Linked DNA regions of Gossypium hirsutum: region 2 is linked to region 1. The links are chromatin contacts, called in public Hi-C maps. All regions are on one chromosome and are shown on one strand. Each heading gives the region's core, a stretch centred on a gene start, on an enhancer-like site or on the middle of the called end of the contact. The rest is flanking DNA. Distances are from core to core; before and after follow the strand shown.

The links. A called contact is a pair of places that touch in the nucleus more often than the background predicts.
Region 2: a Hi-C map of leaf shows a contact between it and region 1, with 1.8 times the contacts expected there. The contact joins the promoter of LOC107955304 here to the promoter of LOC121231911 in region 1. A contact is called at or near these places in 2 of 34 Hi-C or Micro-C datasets (both in leaf).

The regions. Positions count from the first base shown.
Region 1 is chrA07:54,361,838-54,366,857 of Gossypium_hirsutum_v2.1, forward strand. LOC121231911 (ribulose-1,5 bisphosphate carboxylase/oxygenase large subunit N-methyltransferase, chloroplastic) reads left to right here and starts at 1,869. Exons shown (of 12, transcript XM_041116966.1): 1 at 1,869-2,341; 2 at 2,578-2,741; 3 at 2,867-2,950; 4 at 3,066-3,123; 5 at 3,503-3,556; 6 at 4,101-4,172; 7 at 4,252-4,332; 8 at 4,689-4,861. The coding sequence starts at 2,330.
Region 2 is chrA07:54,532,952-54,538,109 of Gossypium_hirsutum_v2.1, forward strand. It overlaps LOC107955304 (indole-3-glycerol phosphate synthase, chloroplastic), which reads right to left and starts at 3,606. Exons shown (of 10, transcript XM_016891041.2): 1 at 3,310-3,606; 2 at 2,992-3,234; 3 at 2,708-2,884; 4 at 1,944-2,018; 5 at 1,804-1,848; 6 at 1,536-1,700; 7 at 1,163-1,241; 8 at 134-216; 9 at 1-24. The coding sequence starts at 3,459.

The DNA.
Region 1 (5,020 bases), core at 619-3,118:
TTTCCCAAATACACAAGCAATAATTTATGTTGTTGATTCAAGTGACACTGATAGAATTGGAATAGCCAAGGAAGAATTACATGCCATTTTAGAGGTATTCTTATGTCTAAACTGGCTAGTCATGTTTGCATACAGAGACTGAGCAGGGGGTGACTCAAGCAATTATTCGCTCTGTTATTGACTTTAAGAGGGACCCATGGCCTAAGGTTTTAGACACTGCAAAAGACCTTGTAAAGAAAATGCTTAATCCTGATCCAAAGCAGCATCTTACAGTATAGGAAGTACTTGGTAACCTTCTGTACATGTTGCATGCTTTATTTATGTTGATATATATTTTCTATGCATGAAAAATCATCCCAACTATTGTATGCAGAACATTCATAGCTACAAAATGCCAAGAAAGCACCCAACGTTCTGTTGGGTGAGACTGTGAAAGCTAGGCTCAAACAATTTTCTATAATGAACAAGCTGAAGAAGAGAGATCTAAGGGTAATAATCCACTTTTGCACCACCTTTGACTAGTTTTTATTGATTGTATGTTGCATTTTTAAATGTTTTCCAGGGCCCTGGTGCTGGAACTAGCTCTGACTTACCTCTTGCAGGTGCAATTGCTGATAGTCAGTCAGGCATGTTCTATTTTTCTTGCTCTTGATTTTTTTCTAGTCATATATTGCAATAGTTTATTTTTTACTTGATTATTTCTTTTATTTATGTATATTTAGTCATATAGTATTTTTAGATAATGCCCCATGGTCTATCTAGAGCAACATGATGATATGGTAGATTTTCCACAGGTGAAGAGACCAAATCTTCTGGTTGGTCTTCAGCAGATCCTACACGCATGAGGCATTCTGGCCTGATTGCGAATTCTAGAAGTTTAGCTAAACAAAAATGTCCAGTAGCTAATGATCTTTCTGCTACTAAAGATCCTATGGTGATAATTAGTATTATTTTGTATTTTGTATTTGGGCTATGACTATTTGACCAAAACTGTCATTATATTTTGTATTTGACCAGTAGCTAATGATCTTTCTACATGCATGTGAATTTGTTCATTATATTTTGTATTTGGGCTATGACTATTTGACCAAAACTGTCATAGCCTCCAAGTTGTTGGTGAATTTCAATTTCAGTTATTTTGGTTGGGATTTATCAGTAATAAATTATGTGAATATATCTTATGAAATTATTCATAATCTTTTTTCACTATTAAATACAAAGATAAACACACTCTATGCAATTTATGTTCTTCTACAATCTAGATAATTCACATTCTCTTATTCTTGCAACAATATGAATGCTAATCAAATGACACATACTTAAGGGAGGGCAAGAAAAATAATTGAAATACAAACAACACAAAAAACAAAAAAAAACATAATAATAATTATAATTTTTAAATTTATATAATAATAATTATATTAAGAATTTTATTAAATTATTTATTATTTTTATTAAATTATTTTTAATAATAAATTTTATTAAAATTTAATAACAATAACAATAATAATCTACTTAAAAAAATTCTGCTAAGGGTATTTTGGTCATTTTAATTTTTTTTATGCTATTACAACATCATTTCATTCAACCAAACACAAAAATACTATACATTTTTATTACATTTCATTCAACTAAACAGTTAAATTACTTATTACAATTATATTTTATTACAACTCTATTCCATTATAACGAACTGTTAGTATTTTAAAGACTTGAGCGGCTCAACCTTCCGTACGATTTTTAAAACATTGGTTATTATATTTCTGTTATCTGCTTTATTATCTTCTGTTTCGATAATTAAATAAAAATAAAAATAAAAAAGGTAAAAACAAATTAAAAGAGAGGAAATGAAAAATGAAACGCCTCGTTTGAGAACATTAAAAACCGCGCATATAATGATAACTGTCGAAAACGACCAAAGCCCTCAGAGCCTCTCGCTTGGGATTCTCTTCTTTCCCAACCTTTCCTTCTCTATCAGATAAGGTAATCCCTTCTCAGTTCCCGGCCATGGCGGAAGCTTCTAGAATCTTCCATTCAACACTCTTTCCAACACTCTCTCTACAACTCAGCAAGCCATGTTACAATTCTCACGTTTACCCTTCACTCTCTCTCAAGAAAGCACCACGTCCAGTTCAATGCTCAGTTTCCACAAGCGAAACCAAATCGACGTCGTCGAATGCGACCCAGGAAGTGCCTTGGGGCTGCGACATTGATTCCTTGGAGAACGCAGAGGCGCTTCAGAAATGGCTTTCGGATTCAGGGTTGCCTCCCCAGAAGATGGCCATAGACAAAGTGGCAGTAGGGGAGAGAGGATTGGTTGCTTTGAAGAATGTCAGGAAGGGTGAGAAGCTTCTCTTTGTACCTCCCTCGCTTTTCATCACTGCAGATTCAGTAAGATATCAGCACCAATTTTTTAATTTTCCTTACCATCTTTCGTAGCAAAAAGAAATTGGGTTTAGGTATTATATCCTTTCATGGGTCCAAAAGTTCCTTTCTGAAATATTTCTATTTAAGTGGTTTGAAGTTCATAGTTCTTTAATTTAGTTTCCAAGTGCTGCTGTGATTGTTGTGTGGCAGGAGTGGAGTTCCCCTGAGGCTGGTCAAGTATTAAAACAGTATTCCGTTCCAGATTGGCCATTGTTAGCAACCTATCTTATTAGTGAAGCAAGTGCCCAAAAATCTTCAAGATGGTGCAATTATATTTCAGCCCTTCCTCGGCAACCCTATTCACTTTTATACTGGTGAGTTTATTTTAATTCAGTTCTTCTTTCACATGGTAAGAGCTCTTAAAAAGAGTTTTTATCTTGCTACAGGAAAAGGGTCTACTCTCAGATTTTCTCTCTACAGCCTCTCTGTATTGTTTCAGGACACGTGCAGAGCTAGACAGGTATCTTGAAGCATCTCAGATAAGGCAGCGGGCTATCGAAAGAGTTACTGATGTTATAGGAACGTATGTCTCCTTACTGTTACTCTTGTTGGTCTCTGCTTTTCTATTTCTGCTGACATATCCCGAGTATACAGAGTTCCAATTTGCTTCTAATCATTTGATCTCATGTTTCATGTAGATACAATGATTTAAGACTTAGGATATTTTCCAAGTATCCTGATATATTCCCGGAAGAGGTACTTACTCTATAGTTAACAACTACTTTTCCGCTATGTTAGTGTACTTTGAAACATTCATCTGCTGATGCCGCCGCACTATGAACATCTTTATGTGTAGATGATAGCAGGTCTTTTAGTTCAATCACAAGCAAGTATCACTTTCTTATCCGAGCTTTTATACTTGAGCAAAATTAGTAGGGTAATTAAGTTTGTTTGTATTAATATTGTATTCCCAACTTTTCTTTGCAAGTATCCTGCATTCTTTAAATTAAGGTTTTAGATTGAGAAGAGACGTTGGATTCAACCCCAATGCATTGAATCTGAATTTCAAGGACTCTGCTTATTTCTTGTGGTTCATGAAAGAGCCCTCTTTTTATTTTTTACTATAAATCTGCAGGTATTCAATATGGAGACATTCAGATGGTCCTTTGGCATTCTTTTCTCACGATTGGTAAGTAAGCTTATTTAGAAATGGATGTTTACGTAATCAGCTCTGTGTTTGCAATTCGAAACATGGCTGGGGTTTTGAACGAGTTATTTTCCATTTTGCGAAAAGTTTGGTAATTTGTTTTGAAGCGTAAACTGATCCCACAATGCTGTCTAGAATTAAGTGATTTATCAAAGTAAGCAAATTCATAATTTTATGTTTTCTTATCGCTCTCTACTTTTATAAATTATAGACCTGGTTACTTGGAAAATGGTTACACATGCAAGAAGCACTATAAAATGATTGAGAAGCCTAGATTCTTTCTTTTTCTTTTTTTAAAGAATAAAGTATATGAAACTATATATCTCTGCCACAAAAATTAATCTCAGAGGGAAATAAATCGCTATATTTTTCAAGCTTCCTTTTAAACCACTTATATATGCGACTTCATTTACAAAATTCTTCATAATAAATGTCCTGTAAGGTTTAGAGAAAAGGTATATGGATGGTTGATTTAAAAGGACGGAAAAGCTAAAAACATCAATTCTGTTTTTCTGTTATAATTCAGGTAAGGCTACCTTCAATGAATGGAAAAGTTGCATTGGTTCCTTGGGCAGATATGCTCAATCACAGCTGTGAGGTATAGAAAGATCTTTCGCAGTTAAGTATGCATAAGAAAAATGTAATTAATCCAAGTACCTTGTTTTTCTCTGGTTAAGGTGGAAACGTTTTTGGATTACGACAAATCATCACAAGGTGTTGTCTTTACAACAGATCGAGCGTATCAGCCTGGTGAGCAGGTACATGAGATTCTCGCATAAAATATACTATTTTTTCACAGGGGGAAAAAAAGCTTGCATATATATATTCCAGCTACCTATGAGCATACATGCTCATGGTGGTTTGCAAGCAAGCACACTATATATATCCTATATTCCTCCATATTTAGACACTTCTCACTGACACTATATTTGCTTGATATATATTTGAACCTTAGGAGTAACATTTTATGTAATTTCTTCTTAATGATCATAGATTTCCAGTGGTAACCTGTTGTATGCATGGGCAGCTTCAAAGTTTGGAGTTTGGATCAATAATGTCATGCTAGTTGGCAAAGTTTCAAATGTCTAAAGATGGGTTACACCATTTTATGCAGGTTTTCATATCATATGGAAAAAAATCTAATGGAGAGCTGTTGTTATCTTACGGATTTGTTCCAAAGGAGGGCACTAATCCTAGTGATTTGGTAGAGCTACCTCTATCCCTTAAAAAATCTGATAGATGCTATAAGGAGAAGTTGGAAGCTCTGAAGAAGCATGGATTATCTGCGTAAGCCGGATAAATATTTTTCCAGGATTATTAGATTTGATTCATTGAGGACTTAATTTTAAGTTATTCTGATTCTTATCTATATAGTTAAACTATTGGCAATCATATCTTTATCTTCTGAAAAAGCTTAAATTCAATTCTGCAACATTATGTACGATT
Region 2 (5,158 bases), core at 2,356-4,855, 170 kb after region 1:
AAAAAGCCCTGATTCTCCTACAACCTGATGGTTAAAATTAATAAAATTATTTGAACAGCTTATGACATGTTTGCACGGACATGCACTAACTTTATCTTTCAATACATAATGAATGTTCTGAAGCCTCACTTACAATTATATCTTTCTTGCAAATCATCTGGCCACGCTCTCCTTCAAGAAGCTTCTTTGTGTTACTGATATCTACCTCAAATGTTTCTGGGAAAAAAAGGGATGAATTTTAATGCCTCGCAATTTGTGATTGCAGTCGATATGGCAGAGATGTTATTGAGTTTCTGATACTCTGTTTGTTACTGTTGTTATGGGATCAATGGATGCTTCAATTGTTAACAATATAGTAATTGATACACTTTGCGCTATCTCAGAAGTTGATTTACATGAAAATTGTTGAATCCTAATACTTAAAGCATTAACATGTTATATACACAAAATGCAGAAACGTAGGGAGAAAACCAAAAACTGAAAAGCTAAAGGCAATCAAGAATTTAAACACATTAAATTTAAACTTTCTTGAAAGATATAAAGATTTTAAACACATTAAATTTAACATGTCGAAAAGTTAACCTTATGCTTCGTACAATAACACAGGTTATATCATCTTAGTATTGTTATAAAGTAAAAATCATTCAGGGGTTAATGAATTCACATCCTACAACCACAATTAGGTCATATTATCATAGCCTTATTTTTGAATTATCCAAAGGCAGGTCAAGTTTAAAATTTTTCAAAGATGTTAGCAAGAACTACTCTATTGGAATTTACTTTTTTACCTTCTAGATTTGGTGGGTGCAAGGGTTAAAAACCTGCAACTCTATTCATTCTATCACACATTTATTTTAACAATTGGAAATAATATCCATGTAAATATTCTAAGTGATGTGATCATATGCATATGTATATAGAGTTATGAACTAATCTTTAAATTATTTTGAATTCATTTTCCCCCTTCTGCTCTGGCTAGCATTGTCCCCAGAAAACCAGTTTTCAAAATAACAATTGTGAACACCTGTGATTCGGATCCGATCCACACATTTATACCTTCTCAAACAAGTCATACAAGTTGGCAACATCAAAGAAACAAGTTTAAACTATGATCAGAATGAGGCAACTCAATTAGCAATTGCAAAAACTTGAAAAACCTTACCAAGGTTACGATTATTGATACCAATAAGTTCAATCCCCTCTATACCAAGAACACGGTCCATTTCCCTCTCATCATGCACCTAAAGGAAAACAATAAAAAAAGAGCATATATTGGAAAGAAAAAGTTGTATATGAACCGTTAATAAAACCAAATGTTAGAATCTGGTTATGATGCCATAAGTTCAAATCATAGCATCATACAACTTGTAAAAGCATAAAAAGCATTTCCAATTGAAGGGAAAAGAACGGCCTCAAAATGCTCGATAATTATGAAAATTAGCTCCCAAAAGAAATAAGTTTCATGAATCCAAAAATAACCTGAACAATTCAAAACTGATGAAACCATAATAATAACAAAGAAAGCTCTGTCTAACCTCTACAAGAGCCGCCAAACCAAGCATCTTGCAGATTTTAATCATGTATCTGATGTCAAGATCGGGCAAAACAGCAGCAATTAGAAGTATAGCATCTGCTCCTTTAATTCGAGCACAATATATCTGCCATGCATCTATTACAAATTCTTTGCACAATAGAGGACACTGCATTCGTTATGATGGCAAGATGTATACTGATTAACCAAGTGTATATAAAAGAAAAAAATCAAGATTACAGATCAAATAACAAATGACTTATCCAACAAACCTTTACTCCAGCATTACGTATTGCCTCCAAATTTTCAAAGCTTCCCTTGATTGACGAGTAGCAAGTCAGAGAATTAATAAATAGACTAAGCAACTGGATACAAAATCTTCAAAAACAAAAATAAAAATGGCAATGTTTACCTTAAAATACTTTTCATCAGTCAAAACACTCAGACAAGCGGCTCCACCCTTCTCATATGCTCTAGCAATCTCAACCTATCACAAGAAACATAAACATATCACAAATTACTCAGAAATAAAAAGAAATAAAATGATACAATAAAAATAGATATGGAAGGTTAGTTCACTCTTTCTCCAAGGTTTTACCTGGATTGAAACATACTCTAAAATATCAAAACTTCCTCCCAACCATAATTCCAAGAAGACAACTTTAATCTTATATAAAAAAATATATGGAAGGTTAGTTCACTCTTTCTCTAAGGTTTTACCCGGATTAAAACATACTCTAAAATATCAAAATTTCCTCCCAACCATAATTCCAAGAAGACAACCTTAAATCTTATAGAGTATCTATACTTGTATTATCTTATAAACCATGCAAGAGATAGAAAGCTGACAAATGTTTACTGAAAAATATTTGATTAATTCATTAATAACATCATAAATATACCAGATGGTGTTTATAAATTCCAACCCTCAAACCTCACTAGCGGGTTTTCATCAGCAGGACATTTTATGACTCCTCTAATCTCGTTGGGGGAAGAACCTCAATTTTATGACAAATCCAAGTCAAATTTTCGTATCAAATAGTAAGTATCATAAACGCGGTTAGATGATTGATAAATGTACCATTAGATATATTTATTTATAAAATAAGTATATTATTAAATTAGGATAATTTTCTTCCAAAAAGCATGGACTAGAAATAAAGAAAGGTACTTAACTGGGTCAAAATTCTCTCTGAGAATTCCTCTGCTAGGCGAAGCCTTCTTAACTTCAGCAATTAAACCAGGCAATCCAGTCCGCAAATGGGCAGCTTTAAGAGACCCGACGAAATCTCTAGTTGGAGGTGCATTCTCGATAACCTTCTTCAATGAAAGCAAAGGCTTCTTCTCTTTCATCTGCCAAACCCAAAAAATCATTATATCACCATACAGTTAAAAAAAAAGGCAAGGACGAATACCTTGACCTGATTAAAATTGTAAAAAATAAAATTAAAAAAATTTACTTGGGAAACTTCCACATCTTTGTGCCAAACTATTTCTTCAAGAATGTTACGAGGAGTGTTTCCCTCATTCTGTAAACGGAATTCGAAGGGACCCACGTAATGCAAAGGCGGACCCGACGGTGGACGCCGCCGTATTCTAATCCCTTGACTCGCTGCGACTTCGTTTTGCAACATTCCAACTTCCCATTCCCTTACCTTCAAAGAATCTTCCTCACCTTCTTTTCCCGGAAATATCGTCCCCGACTACACACAAATTTTATTTTAGAAAGAAGAGTATTAGATTCAATGTGTGTAAGTAAAATGATTATTATTAATAACCTGTTGAGCTCGAATGGAGGGAAAATGGAATCGCCGATGCTGAAGGTCCATTGAGGAGCGTCTGAGGAAGAAATTAGGTCGCTGATTAGGGGAAGGAATAGAGTGGAAGGAAATTCCAGAAGCTGTTTTCATTGAAACTAATCCCTCCATTTTTGCAATTGATGGAAACCCTAGCTCCTGCACTTTGATTTTATACACTTTTTACAGTCGAAGTGGGGAACATGAAAGATATATCTGGTATGTATAAATGGTAATTTCTCCAAGATTTTTGTTTCTTTTTTTTAATAAAGATTTTTCTTTCCTTTTATTATTATTATTAATTTCGTCGTTTTATCTGAATGTGTTTTGTTTTTTATGGAAGATACTTTTGGGCTTAATATCAAAATGGTTTCTCAGTTTAATTAAGTAACAAAACGGTATGTGGGAGTGGTGCCTTTCTCGCACATATTTTATTTTATTTAGCGATTCTATTTATATAGATAAAATTATTTTTATATAATAGATATACGGTTAAAATATGGGTCAAACTTTGACTCATGACCGGCCCGCGTAAAATGACTTCACTTGAACTGGCGACAATAGTTATACCTCCTTGATAGGCGACACTGGTTCTAATCATTCGTCTTCTTCGTCGCGCCTGTACATTATAACTTTTCAGTATTTAGTCCCTGAAAAAAAAAAGAGAGAATGAGAGACCTTATAAACATGGTCACAAGAAGGGTCTCGCAATGAGAAAAAAAAAAGGGAAAGATAAGTGAGGAAGGGGAAGAAAGAAAGAAAGAAAAAGAAAAAAAAAAGTATGTATTATTTTAGTAATTAATATTTTTTAATTTAAAGGGATTAATTATTTTATATTGTTTTTATTATTAATTATTATAAATTGTTTGTGTTTAGTTTGGTGTTTTGTTATTTTTTTTATAAATGTTATTTTTTAAATTATTTGAAAGTAATTTTGTTAATAATTTATGATTAGGTTATAAATTGTTTGTATTTAGTTTAGTGTTTTATGAATTAATATTAATGTAAAATTTTTTTAAAAAAAATTATAGTTATTTTGTTAATAATTTATGATTAGGTTATAAATTATTTGTGTTCAGTTTAGTGTTTTGTGATTTTTATGAATGTAAATTTTTTATTTTTAATTATTTTATAGTTATTCTGTTAGTAATTTATGATTAGGTTATAAATTTTTTGTGTTTAGTTTAGTTTTTTGTGATTTTTCATGAATGTAATTATTTTTTTTGTATTTTTAAAATTATTTGAAAGACATTTTGATAGTAATTTATGGTTAGGTTATAAATTGTTTGTATTTAATTTAATGTTTATTGTGATTTTTTATGAATGTAAAATTTTTTGTTTTTTTTAATTATTTGAAAGTTATTTTATTAGTAATTTCTGATTAGGTTATAAATTATTTGTATTTAGTTTATTTTATTGTGATTTTTTATTAATTTAATTTTTTAAATTATTTTGAAGTTATTTTGTTAGTAATTTATTATTAGGTTATAAATTATTTGTGTTTAGTTTAGTGTTTAATGTGACCTGTTATAAATGTAATTTTTTGTGTTTTTTAAATTATTTTAAAGTTATTTTGTTAGTAATTTATGATTAGGTTATAAATTTTTTGTTTAGTTTAATGTGTATTGTGATTTGTTATAATGTAATTTTATTTGTTTTTGATTTATTTGATAATTTTTTTATTTATTGAAATGTTGATTAAATTTGTTTTTATATAATTTTATAGGTTGTTTGAAAGAAGCTAAACATGTATGTTTCTATTTTATTTTTTGTCGATTCGTATGTTTTTTATGTTTAGATATTTTATGTTTATTTTAATTATATTATTATA